2 separate regions of the Gasterosteus aculeatus genome follow, and region 1 is linked to region 2. The links are chromatin contacts, called in public Hi-C maps. All regions are on one chromosome and are shown on one strand. The core of a region is the stretch at or near the end of the contact, and the rest is flanking DNA. Distances in the headings are between cores, read along the strand shown.

The links. Hi-C and Micro-C count contacts between places; a contact is called where the count stands out from the background.
Region 1: a contact with region 2 is called in a Hi-C map of skeletal muscle, with 6 times the contacts expected there. The contact joins the enhancer-like site here to the promoter of prkd4 in region 2. A contact is called at or near these places in 2 of 6 Hi-C or Micro-C datasets (both in skeletal muscle).

The regions. Positions count from the first base shown.
Region 1 is chr7:3,218,253-3,225,460 of fGasAcu3.hap1.1, forward strand. No RefSeq gene overlaps it. Among protein-coding and RNA genes, the nearest start is that of rin1b, 6.8 kb to the right of the region's middle. Within about 2 kb of position 1,544, at least 1 of the 9 cell types and tissues checked has open chromatin away from gene starts, as enhancers often do.
Region 2 is chr7:3,156,536-3,163,186 of fGasAcu3.hap1.1, forward strand. It overlaps prkd4 (protein kinase D4), which reads left to right and starts at 2,266. Exons shown (of 19, transcript XM_078105578.1): 1 at 2,266-2,370; 2 at 2,570-2,751; 3 at 3,661-3,799; 4 at 3,993-4,124; 5 at 4,209-4,363; 6 at 4,440-4,632; 7 at 4,719-4,802; 8 at 4,912-5,077; 9 at 5,275-5,398; 10 at 5,511-5,588; 11 at 5,809-6,022; 12 at 6,185-6,210; 13 at 6,362-6,434; 14 at 6,553-6,651. The coding sequence starts at 2,602. klc2 (kinesin light chain 2) reads left to right here. Exons shown (of 14, transcript XM_078105579.1): 13 at 90-147; 14 at 302-2,056. The coding sequence ends at 385.

The DNA of each region.
Region 1 (7,208 bases), core at 294-2,793, 61 kb after region 2:
CACACACACACACACAGAAAACAGCTAATAAGATTGTCAGAGAGAATAATAGACCACTCATGGGGGGATCGGGCTACGCGCACTCACAGGACCACACTGAACTCGCTGACAGCACATAAACAAACATCACGCACACCAACGCATCAAATCTCCCTCTAATGCATAAATAGGCTCTCACACGCGCTCATAAACAGACACAAACAAACATGCAAAAACACTCCAGAATGCGTTCCGTTAATCCCGTAACCCGCGCGGTTCGGCGTTGCGCGCTCGCCGCTCAGCGCAGCAACGTTCCGTGATTATGAATTTGAAAAGTGGGTAAACGGCCGCGGCGTAACTCGAGCGCTTTGCCCTGATTGCGCTTTGATTGGGCCTAAAAAGCCAAGCGCCCGTTCGTCTCCGGGGAGAAAGGTCCTTTCCAGCCGCTGTGTGTTCCAGGTCCGCTGTAACGGCAAAGGGTGCACGGCCCTCGGGTCCAGAAGGTTCACAGCCCAGCGGCGGTTCCGTTAGCCGCGACTCCCTCCTGTCTCCCAATTCACAGAGAATTACGACATCAGACAACTTTTTGACGATGACGTCTCGCACTATTTCACCGTGTTTGGTTTCAAAATATCTCTGCTTTGCTTTGCTGATCACAGACCTTGGGCTTGGACTTGAGTGTTAATTAAAGACTTGAAGTGATTTTCCTTTGAAAACCGATAACGAGAAAAATTGACTTTGTGTAGTTTTTTGTTTGAGGACTTTTTTTAAAAACCAAACCAAACCCTCCATCGCTTCTTGTCTTCATAAGACAACGTGTGTTTTGGTGCTATTTGCTCACTTGTTACCCAGACGCTCTTTCTACGCACCGCTGCAACATTTGTCGAGGCCGAGTTGGCGACCGATGTTGCGAGCTAAATGCAGTCCAGCTCTGTGAGTCACAAGGAGGCACGGCAGCACCGAAGGTCTCTATGAATCCCTCCTTTTTGGTGAGTCATACGCGTGTTGGAACAATACAGGCGGCGAGGAGGCCCCCGGGTGGGCGGCCTGTTAACGCGCGCTCGTCCCGTCTGCGAGGAAACCCTCCGCCGGACATCGGAGGCCTAACAGTTGTTGCTCGCCCGTCTGCGGAGGAGGAATTTATAGTTTCTCCAAAGGCGGCCGTTACGTGATTGAGGGAGACGGACCTCGACCGGTGGAGACCAAGATTTTTTCTGGGCCGAAAACTATCAAACGTAGCAGAGCATTCCGGGCACTTTTCTCTTTGCCAGTCAGACGCTATTATACCGTACTGTAACGTCGGCGGTGCAGCTGAGATGAAAGCCGGATTCACTCGTTCAGCAACAAAGATCGTGTCCAAAACAGAATAAGCAAGTAGGCAAAAAATCCCTGAAAGTCAGACAGGATGAAAGGACAAGAAGGCTGAATATATAAAGCTCGAGTGTCACCGTTACACCTGTGAGTGTATCCTTTGTTTGTTGTGCCTGTTGGCTCTGCTCAGGTGTGCTGCATTGCTAAACGCGGGGGCACTTAGAGGCCCCAGTGCAGCTAAATATCCTCCTGTTCAGGTTGTTTATGTTAATGAATTCCATGTTTTTTAGAGTAATCATTAATTCAGATAATAGATAAATTCACATGATTCCCCTTGTTGGGTGTTTGCATGAATAAACGGCTGGAGATCGCATGCTAACGTACCGCGTGCTACATGCTACAGCAAAGCAGGGTGTGCTGCATTCTGCCTGCTAAAGTACTACTTAGTTGTTTGGATAAGAACACCAAACTTTGTTTGCTTGAAAACATATTAAATCCTCCACTCCGTTATGTAACTATATGGACGGTTACACACACACACACACTTTGATGGAGCCATTGCATCCCACATGCACTCAATTATTAGTCAGAAAAACACATTAAAAGGCACACACACACAGACACACACACACACAACCCCCCTCTTGTCTTTGCCCACCTGCAGGGATCTCCGGCGGCTGAATCCACCTACGGGCTCCGTTGTTTACCGAGACTCCCGTGACCCCGGTTCAAAGCCTCATGCTTCCCTCCGAGTCTGAAACCGCCACTCCGCCCCCCCCCCCCCCCCCCCGCGCCCGCTGCCCACACAGGAGCTGTGATTCCGAATAAAACAAATGAAACGCTTTGTTCTCTGAGGAGTGGAGCCCGCTCGATATTGGAATAAAAATAAGAGAGAGGAGCGGAGGGGAATCGCGCGTTTCTTTTCGGGAGACGAGACGGAACCGACGCGAGGGGGCGTCGGGGGCCAGAGACTCGGCGACGCGCGTTCGTGGGGAAGTTCGGCGAGTACACTTCGAGGTCGAGGGGAATCACGTGTTTTGCCGCACGTGCGCCCGGGTTGGTCTGGCGGGGGCCGTCGCGCCTTCGCCATCGGGCTGGCGGTGTGGAGCGCCCCTCCGTTAGCGTTTGTTAGCTCCCAACGTCAAGGCGAGGCGCCAAAGAGCCATCGGAAATGGGACGAGAGAACTTTTTCTGCTCTTCGTCTCAAAGCACCGGCAGGGAGACAGTTTGCGGCGTGTGTGTGTTCCGCCAACTCGCCGGTTAACCGGTTAAGCCGCGCGAAAAGCGAAGCGGAGAGACAGGAGCCGCCTGAATAATTGGTTCCAGTTGTTGAATCAGAGCCCTTCCCTGCGTGCCTGCTGGGTAAATTACTGGTGTTCCTCACACGCGGATAAATGAGGTTCAAGCTGCTCAGCTGTTTGCTGGGAGGAGGACAATTAAATCTACACAATGCCGAGAAAACTTTTCCCACGCGGCGCCCCCCCCCCCCCCCCACCAAACGCGACTAGCTACAGCGCCACAGGCCGGGTCGCCTGCGTCTTCTCGTCGCGGCAGCCGCTGACGTGGGAGCGTTGCGTAACAGCCCCGGGGTGGGGGAGGGGGGGGGGGGCAAAGTGCTAAACTCTTCAGGTCTGAAGTGCCGACAAACCCAATCGGCCCGCCGACGCAGGTGTTTCCACTCGTCTCGCTTGATTAGAGCTCCGCTCTGTAGGTGTGAACATGCCGCCTGTTCATCGGCGCCTCTCCTCCCGCGGCAGGTTACACCTGGTAGGCGTGAGACAGATTACGCCTTCGGCCTTCTTCATTAGTGCGGCCCCGTCTGATGATTCGTTTTCCAGCGGCGATCCGCCAAAATAAAAGTCTGACTGAGAAATAGACCATCAGATCAAATAGACAGCCGGTCGGTAATCCCGCCAAAATAAAAGTCTGACTGAGAAATAGACCATCAGATCAAAGAGACAGCCGGTTGGTAATCCCGCCAAAATAAAAGTCTGACTGAGAAATAGACCGTCGGCGCAACGCGGACAGCCGGTCGGTAATCCCGCCAAAATATGTCAAGAACTTTTTCAACCTGGTTACGCCTGCTGAGGGGATTTTTACTCAAGTGTCAAAAAAAAGGGACGACTTAATGTGATGCATCTCAATGCCTGCTGACTTCTCCTGCAGCGCCCCCCTCAGGTGAACTACGGTGCACGTGGTAAACGGCATACGACCACATGTCCGCTTTGTGATCGAGGTGAGCATCTTATTTCCGTGAAGCTGACCAAGTCCTACCTTGTTATTGGACCTAAAATCGTCCTCTCCCCCATAACTCTAATGAACGTCCTCTCTGAACACGCGCAGCCTGCAGGCGCCCACCGAGCTGCTAGATGTTGAATGTTACGGAGTTCTTCACTTTGATGGATTCCACACACCGACGCCTACGGCGGAAGACCTTTTTCCGTTTTTTGTGCCTTTTTTTTCTCCCTCCGTAACGGTCCAATGAAACCGAGACAGCAGGCGGTGTCGGGGAGACCGCGGAGTCATTAAACCTCACGCAGACCTGTCTGCAAAGGAGGAAGACGGGCGGGTAATTGGGAGAGAGGAAAATGCAAATAGTTATCCGTTTAGAGGACGCGGGGGTTGTTTTGTGCGTGGCGAGGCGGGCAGTGAGGCTTGTGTGTGTTTTTGTGAGTGCGTTTTAATGGAAGTGGTTGTTTTCTTTTTTGTCGTCTTTGTGTCTTCTCCCCGAGCGGTTGATGTCATTCAGTAGCCGAGCGGAGGAGCGACTCCGGTTTCCTGAGCTCACAAAGGAAATAACGACCCCCTCTGTTGCAGCAGAGACCATGGCGGGCCTGACAGGGGACCCCTCGACCCCGGCTCATTATCAGCCCCCCCCCCATCGGCCCCTCTTCAATCCCCTGACGGTGTTGTGTGTATTAGTATGCGTTGCCAAAGATGCTCAAAAACTATTAAAAAAACATAATGTTGACAAAAAGAAAATCATCAAAGGAGGACTTCAGCAAGGATTAAAGTGTAAATCCATCGGCGACCCCCCTCGCACCCTCTCTCATCTTCTTCCCGGGGTCTTTGTGGTTGTGTTGTGCAAAACCCGGAGACGTGCTGCCGGGCCGAATGCGGCCCTCGTTTCTATAATGCAGCAGACGAGCGCAGCTGAACGTCCTTCAGAGGACTCGACTCCTCACCTGTACCTCCTGAAGTCACCCGAGACACAACAAGTAACTCTGTTTTATGGGTTTTCAGCAGATTTTCACTGTAAATAAACTGGTTTTATGAGGTTTAAGAAGATTCTCACTTTGGTTTTCTTTCCCCAAGCAACTAAAAGGTGGTTTCAAGGATAAAGATAAAGGGGCTGAAAGGGTTTAGAGGGTATCTATGGATGGGACTTCAGCATATGGGGCTTTTCCTCAGTTCCTCATTTTATTAACTGTCCGTGTAAAGTCACAATTTGTCTTTTAACAGGATTCAGCACAGAAAATCTGCTTCTTGAGAAAAATGCGTTACTTGTATCTAAACAAACAACTAATAAAGTTGACCATCAACAAGATCCTTCACTACCTGCCGGCCTAGACGTTGTTGGTGTGAAGGCTTCTGATCAGCAGAGCGTCTGATAGAAGCACTTGGTTATCGAACAGAGAGACAGAGAGACGCTGGTGGGGGGGGGGGGGGGGGGGGGCGTCGCCGTGGCCCCCGAAAGGCCTCCGGGGGTCGCGGATTTGAACAAAAAGACAAATGAGCGGTTACAAGAGGACGGAGAAGAGGGGAGTAACCGGACCCCCTCGCTGGCTTTGCATTCACATTAAAGAACTACTCTCTGCTACTTTTACACCCCCCCCCCCCCCCCCCCCCCACCCACCCAGCCTCTCCACGGACACACACAATCTAAACACACACACACACACACACACACACTCCCCTGAAAGACAGCTTTCAGAATTGGATTACCAGCTCTGAATGGGGTCGGTTCCCCTCCGCTGGGTTTCGTCTCCATCCCCTGCCGGGACTAGTGGTCCACCCACACACACACTCACTCACACAGACACACACTCACACAGACACACAAAGGCACTCACACAAACACACCAGTCCTCCTTAATTGGTGGGATGTGCCCTCATTACATGACCAAATATATGCATGTGCTGCTATTGTCTCTCCCCCAAAGACTCCTTCTTTCAATGCGGATTAAAGGAGCGCACCATGCTGTGTGTGTCTGTGTGTGTGTGTGTGTGTGTGTGTGTGTGTGTGAGCATGCGGATGCAGATGTGTACTTGATGGCGTTGAACTTAAATCTCAATCTGACCCTATTCTTTGGAGGTTTGGGGGGGTCCAGAGACAAAGCTTTTCTACCGTCTCTGGAGACGCCCCGGCCCTCGTTTACTGAAAAACACGCACACGCACACACACGTACACACACACGCGCGTACACACACACCTACGAGCAGGTGAGCTCAGCGGGAGTTTGTGGACAGAGATCTGGTGTCTTGTTATCTGCCGCAAGCTGTTGCCCTCCCTGCTCGTCACCGATAAACGCCTCGGAATAATTAACATGAAATAATCAGGCGGGTAAAAGTGAACCAATTCCAGCTAAGAAAACAGGTTGAGGGAAACAAACAACTATAAATGTGCTTTTCTCTGCTAATGGTAAATGAAAATGTGAGAAAAAAAAAAAAGCGAATCAATCTGCAAAAGGAGAATGGAATCCTTCCGATTGGCCTTTCGTTCAGAGCGGCCGACAATCGATGCAAACAACATTTTACATGAGTTATTTCCTCCAAACTGCACGTTGTTAAATGTTCCTCTTCCCCAAAGTGGAAAGCACAATAATAAGTACTTTGCTAAGTGCCGAAGTGCTGAGGAGAAACTCGAGGAAAAGAGGACAGCTTGTTAAAGTGCACAAAAAGTGTTGATTCGCCCCGGAAATAACTTTGTTTTTTCCTTTTTTTCCCCCTTTTGCCAGATGTCTGCAGGCACAGAAACACCTTCCAGCGGTGAGCGAGCGAACGGCTCCCGTTCTGCCTCCGTTCCTCCCTTTATGCAATCCGTCCGCCCGTCAATCACCCGGCCTGTCGTCGCTTAACAGTCCAATTTGCGGACGTGGGAGGAGGGATTCGTCAGGCGGAGGTGCGATCGTCACGCCTGTCGTCGCCCACTTCGCACCCACACACTTAACTAAATTCTCCAACACGTTCTGACCTCCACACGCACGCACACACACACACACACACACACACACACACACATTCGTCTACCTGAAGGTTTCTCTGCAGGGTGACCCTCTGTTTCCGGCGGCAACGCGCTTTATGTAACACGCAGACAAAGAGCCGAGGAGGTGGAGGATTTATGTGTGTGTGTGTGTGTGTGTGTCGGTGTGTGTGTGTGTGTTAATGTGCGAGAGAACCGCTGTGGATCATTTGGATGTCAGTTTTCTTCATTCGGTGGCGAGGATGAGGCTTGTTGCCGAGGACAACGACTGCCTGCATGAGTAGAGCAGGAGGGAGCAGCAGTAAGCTTCGCTCCCTCTTTAATATGCAAACACATATGTGGTAAGTGAGGCTTGTGGGGGTGTAGGAGGAGGGGGGAGGGTGGGGGGGGTCTCTTCTGCACAAGCCTTGCATGTCTTATACACATATTAAATATTGAAACAGAACTTCTCATCAACGACAGAAAAAATGCATCTGATATTGCATCTTTCCCTGCAGAGCGTTTCTAAGTGGTCTCTTGTTGGACAGTGTACATCTAGTCCACACGCACACACACACACACACACGCACACCAGCTGTGACACCTGAGCAGATTTTCGGGTATACGGGGAGTTTGCATTGTGTGATTTGAGCCCCGTATCAGCGCTGAACACTCTGTGATGACAGTGAGGCGGGCGAGACGGCAGCTGCGGGGGATTCTGGAGACGTGCAGCAGA
Region 2 (6,651 bases), core at 1,016-3,515:
ACGATCCCTCGCATTCGAGGAGCTTTGTGTTTTGTCTTTAATATTTCTGATATGCTTTTAATTTATAATCATTGTTTTGTTTTGCTCAGAATGAAGAGAGCGAGCTCCCTCAACTTCCTCAACAAGAGCACCGAGGAGACCACACAGGTGTTGTTCTTCTCATATGTCATAGTCCTGCACGAGGAATAGATGTTCTTCCATATTATTATGTTACATTGTATTCAATAACTAAATTAGAATATCATTTCATAATCCACATACTGTGCAACAGTAGTTTTAACCCAACTTGATCGCTTTCCAGGAAGCGAACTCGGGCCTGTCGGACTGCAGGGGACTGAGCGCCAGCAACGTGGACCTATCCAGACGCAGCTCCCTGATTGGCTAGTCCCAGACGGGAGGCGGGCCTCAGGAGACGCAAAGCGCCCCCCCCCACCCCGCCTACCCCACCCTGGTCCGATACACTCGTAGCTCCAAGCGAGATCAAACACTTGCAGCATATTTTCTTTTAGAGAACACAACAAAAAAAAAAAAACCCCGAGTCATTCCCACACTAAACGTCGTCCTGTGAGACACCGAGTCGCTGTACAAACCGCCGCCATCCGCCACTAGAGAGCGTTTATACCCACGAATCAGCATGCCGCTTACTAGAAGCTCTGCACCCGAGCAGCGTCCTCCCATCGCCGGCCAAACGTACGCCGTATATCTCACCAGTAGCACGAAGCGCCCGCTGAGCCCGACTGCATTTCCCCGACGGCCGAGACGATGCGACCCGCTCAAAAGGCGCACAAGACGACGCGAGCAAGGAGGCGTTCGCAACCAACCATTCAAACCTCACGTTTTGCCTTTTTTTTAATGTAAATACAGTTTTAAATTATTCAAATGTTCATTCTTTGTATATAGTGCACTTTTTCTTCTTTTCTGTTTACACTGACGGGTCAAAGAGGTTGATGAGAGGGAGAGAAAGACGAGAGGAGAGGCAACACTGCTGATACATTTGGTACCTCACTCTTTTAAATCTGTCATTTGGAAAAATGGTTCCGTGTAATCTGTTAGAATGTCACTCTGAGGATTAAATGTTTGTCTCCACTGCGCCTCCTACTGGTCACGGGACTGTCCAAGTCATCCGCTTCTCTGTTGGTGGAAAATCTATTTAAAAGGCCCATCGATTTCAATTTAAATTGACAAATAATAAGTCAAATCCAACACAACAATCATTCCTGCGAGGTCCCTTTTCCTCTCGTGGACGTGATGAAGGAAAATACTGTCTGTTTGAATCCGGATGTTTGATGCATCAACGCAGCCGCGGCCTCCTGTTCACCGCCGTCAGCGGGAATCCGTTTTCCTTCGTTTGCCGCCTCTGAATGTGTGACGTGTTTGTACGAAGCAATCGAATGTTGTGCTTCTCCTGTTTTTTTAGATCTGAGCTCTCATGTGGAAAGTGCTGGAAACTGATCATTTGAATGTTTGTTGGATTTTCGGGGGTCCGGGGACCTTTTTTCTGTTTCTCTTCTCCCTTCCCCAAGAGAACCGAATGTACCCGTCTCATTATGCAGAGTCGCCTCATCCCTTCCCGGCCTGTGAGGCCGTGTTTGTAAAGGAGCCTGAGCTGCTAAAGCAGGATGAGAAGTGCTTTAAGTGTCGTCCGCAGCAAATAATGTACGGAATGCTCCTTTTTGTGAAGACGTCGACGCCGCGTAGCTGAGTGATCGCGCTGTAGATTTAAACTATTTAAAGGTCCCAGCGGGTTCCTCTCCTCACCGACGCTAAGCATCCTGCGCTGTGCTCATAACCCGATAACTACACATTCATGCAGTAATGTTGCTCATTTCAACAGCTGAGACACTGAAACAAAAACCAAAGTTTCAAACAAATGTGATTGTTTTTTTTGGTTCTCCAATGCCCAAATATTTGAGGAGGTCAGTTTCCACACATGTGTGTGTGTGGGGGGGGGGGACCTCCTGTAGTGCTGGAGACCCTGATGGATCTGATCGTGAAGCCGTCGACCTGTATTTTATCAAAAATGTTCAATAAATACAAACTCCACTTTTCAAACTACCGCCTGTCTCTTGTACATTTATTTATTTTCTTTATTGACTGACGGGCTGAAGCTGAAGGGGCGTTACCCGTATCTGCAGCTTCCCCAGACGTGCGTGCGTGTGCGTGCGTGTGCGTGCGTGTGCGTGCGTGTGCGTGCGTGTGCGTGCGTGTGCGTGCGTGCGCGTGCGTGCGCGTGCGTGCGCGTGCGTGCGCGTGCGACTTCCTGCCCCGGATGGACGAGCCCCGCGGAGAGGAACGCAGACGCAGCAGAGCGCACGTCGAGCGGCTGCAGCCGTCACATCGGGGTCACAGACGGAGCTCCACGCACGCCAGGTGAGGAAGTACGGCCCCTCACGTGGACTTTTCCCAGGTGTTCATGTGGAAAGTTAACAGAACCCCCCCCCCCCGACGAGTCTGATCAGGATGCTGTGAATTCACTTCTGTTGCGTCTTTAAACGGGTCACTTGCTAAATTTACGCAGAAGAGCCGCGCGTATAACCGCGTTTCTTTTCCGTCAATGTCTCGTCCGCAGACTCGTCCCATGCTGCCGCGGGACCGTCCTCCATGTTCGCAGCGACTCCCTCCGGTCCCACCGGCCCCTCGGCTCTGGTCCAGTTCCAGCTGGGCCTCTTCAGGGAGGTGGTCCGGGTCCCCGCCGGCAACCGGACCTACCGCCATGCCAAGAGGCTGGCCGCCGAGATCATAGAGCGCAAGGTAAGAGGTCTCCTTCCGCGCAGATGTTTCCTCATGATGGGAGAGGCTCCGTTCCTTCTGGACCCCCCCCCCCCCCCCCCCCCCGCTCATCTTAATACACCTGATCTAACGAGGCGGAAACACGTTGTCTCAATCATCACGGGACGGGTAGTTAACCGACATTCGGGACCCTGAAAGCACTCGCGTGGGTTTACGGTGGGGAAGTAGCTGCTCGTGTTCTCAGCAGGGCGCTTTGTAAGCGGGGCTGAGGTCAGGCGCGCGCCCCCCTCGGGAGGCGCAGGTCTTCGCGCCGACGCGGATGCAGAAACCTTCTGCGGTCGCGAAGAGCGAAGCAAACTTTCCAACCACAGCGTCTCCTCCCCCCCGCTGTCTGCAACGCGCACACGCGGTCTGCCTCGCTCAGTTTCCAGGCAGAAGGTCAGCTGCATCTCCACCTCTTTCATCTTCACAGTTTGATGGCCAGAAGGACACATTCCCATATCGCATCGTTTTTCAATGGCACTTTTCTAAAAAAAATGCATCTGCAGGACCTCTGTGATTCTGTCCCTCCCCACTACCCGACCTTCCTCTGAAGGACTCCTGCACCGTGAGAATGATCTCAGCCGCCTGTGGTCCTGTTTGATCTCCCCTCTGCCGAGCACAGCGAGGTCGTTCGCAGAAGCGTCCTGCAGAGTCCTGCTAGATGTGTGGTTTAAAAAAAAAAAAAGTATCTCGCACTGAATCGTCTTCTTTCTGACCACACGACAGTAACTCACTCAGTTACACGAGTTGCACGCAAATTTGGGAGATTTGGTGTATGTGATGTTTGCTGTTTCTCTGTATTAACATATAGAGATCTGTGCATGAGCTAATTGCTTCTAGCAGCACTGGTAAGTGTGTGTGTGTGTGTGTGTGTGTGTGTGTGTTCAGGCTCCAGACTGCAGCGTGGTCGGCGTCGGGGAGAAAACCCTCCTGTTCAGACACCAACCCTCCTCGGAGCAGCGGCTGCTTCGCCTGACGGAGGAGGACGAGCTGCAGGATGGAGACTTCATCGAGGTCATCATCGCAGGTCGGCCCCGAAAAAAAGGGAACCCCGTTGTTTAAAAAGGATATCCAAACTGAGTGCACGTTGTCCGTCGTGAGGGGGGGGGGGGCTTAAGAAGTTCCCCCACTGATTCCTCTGGTGGCGTCGAATAGAAACACTGAGTGAAGGTGTATTTAACCCGCGGCGCTGACTGTTCTCCGCCCTCTGTGCGACTCAGGATCGGCGTCGGTGACCGAGATGAGGATCCGCCCGCACGCCCTGGTGGTCCACTCGTACCGGACCCCCACCTTCTGCCACCACTGTGGAGAGATGCTGTGGGGCCTCGTCCGGCAGGGGTTAAAGTGCGACGGTAAAAGCAGCAGCCGCCGCCGCTCGCCGCTCGCTTCCCGTCACCGGCTGCGAGGAAAATGAATATTTGTTGTGTACCCTGCAGGCTGCGGGTTGGACTTCCACAAACGCTGCGCTTTCATGTTGAGCAACGACTGCAGCCGCGCGCGGCGTCAGGTCAGCACCAGCCTCTCCCTGTTCCCGCCCCGCCGCCCGCGGACGCACTCCCTGTCCAATCAGGCGGGCGGCAGCCTGGAAGAGGTAAAGCCAGCGTGACGAAAGCCGCTTCCGTTTCCTCCTGGAGCCTGTTCCTCACCGTCCGTCCGTCCTCCCCCAGATCAGCATGTCCAAGGCCTCCAGGCCCGTGTCCTGGGTCGAGCCCCCCGTCTGGCTGGGGATCGGCTACGGCGACATGGCCGGGGCTCAGGTCCCTCACACCTTCCACATCCACAGCTACACCAAACCCACCGTGTGCCAGCACTGCCACCGGCTGCTCAAAGGCCTCTTCAGACAGGGGCTGCAGTGCTCAGGTAGAGAGGGGGGGAGGGGGGTCGGGGGTCAACGTTCCCACCTTTAGGTCGTGCTATGAAGAGCAAGTTAACCGATTCCTCCTCAGACTGCAGATTTAACTGCCATCGGCGCTGCGAGCTGCTGGTCCCCAGAGACTGTCCCGGGGAGAGGAGGCCGTCCCACGGGGAAGGTGAGCGTTTCGCTCCTGACCGGACGGATGCAGGGGGGGGCGGGGGGGGGGGGGGGTGTGGGATTATTAGCTGTCAGACGTCAGCATGTTGAGCCCGTGGCTTTCACAGAATGCACAGCGGCGGGCCCCGGCCGCCCGGCGGACCCGGAGGACAACGACTCGGAGCTCACCAGCACGACGACACTAGAAGTCTCCGACGACGAGATGTCCACGGACGGAGACCGGGCGCCCGAGACGAAGGACGAGGAGGAGGAGGAGCAGCGGGAGCCGATGAGGTCAGAGGGCCGCTAATTTATTCTGACGATGTCGTCGCATTTTAAAGGTGACTCATCGTTCCCGTCCTCTTAGCGTCTCTGAATTCTATTCTAAATGGGCCGCGCGCTTCCCGCCACCTAGAGGCCCTCGGTAGGTACTGCAGGGCCGAGGCGCTCCACCCTAAACCCGCCTCTTCTGTCTCCTGTCGCTCCGTCAGTCCGTGCTTCAGCAGCAACATCCCCCTGATGAGGCTCGTCCAGTCGGTGCATCACTCCAAGAAGAGAGCGGGAGGAGTCCTGAGGGAAGGATGGCTGCTGCATCACACCGACACGGACACGCTGGTGAGACGCGCACACGCGTGTGCTGATGGGGGACGAGACCCTGGAGTGTTTCGGGACGACACACTTACATGCGCTTTTTCGTTTCCTGTCCTCTTTGCGCCTCGTGAAACAGAGGAAACGTCATTACTGGATCCTGGACTGGAAGAGCGTCACCTTGTACCAGAACGAGAGCAGCACCAAGTACTACAAGGTCGGCGCTGCAGCAACATCACCGCATTTACACGTTTAGTCTGGATGGGTTAGTTTGTTTTTTGCACTTTAAGTGCTTGAAAAGTAGAATAAACGGTTTGTTCGGGTGTTTATGGGTCAAATTTATTCAGTTTCAAAAGTCAGCAATTGAAGTTAAAAGAACAATTGAATTCCTGTGTGTTCCTCGTCGCTCAGCATGAAGCGCGATTGTCTCTCCGCAGGAGATCTCGCTGTCCGAGGTGCTGGAGGTCCGAGGCCCCGCCCAGCTCGCCGTGCCCTCGTTGCCGGGCAACAGGGCGCACACCCTGGAGGTGGTCACGGCCTCGCTGGTGTACTGCGTGCTGGCCGGAAGCGGCAGCGCGGCCTGGGAGCGCGCCGTCCGCCAGGCCCTGATGCCCATGGCGAGCGGCGGCGGGGGAGGCGACGAGAGCGCGGGTGAGCTAACCGCGAATAGTTGTATCGATTTATTGTCTGACTGTAGGAAAGAATATTCGGATTATATAAGGACTGAGTCAGGCAACCTTCAGACTGGCATATTCTTTAAATGTGAAAAGTTTATTAAGATTATTGTTTCTGTGTGAACGACTCTGATTACAGATAAAGATTTATGCAGCGGCGGCGTGGTGAGGATCCGCTCTAAACTCATCGATTCATTGGTCATTCCAGTGACCTTGTTCTGCACACAGAGGCGTGTTAGTCCGTGTTGAAGTGTGTGTGTGTGTGTGTGTGTGTGTGTGTGTGTGTGTGTGTGTGTGTGTGTGTGTGTGTGTGCAGGACATCAGCTCGGTGTATCAGATCTCCACAGACGAGGTTCTGGGCTCCGGACAGTTCGGGGTCGTGTACAAAGGTGATCACGTGGTTCGGTTATTAGAGACGTTTAAGGAATTACCAACTCAAAGTGCCTCACTAGAGTGCACTTAATGCAAAAATAGCCACTAAAATAAGTAATGGGAGTCGTTCACCAGGTACGCACAGGAAGTCGGGTCGGCCGGTCGCCATCAAAGTCATCGACAAGACGCGTTTCCCCACCAAACAAGAGCGACAGCTGAGGAACGAGGTGGCCT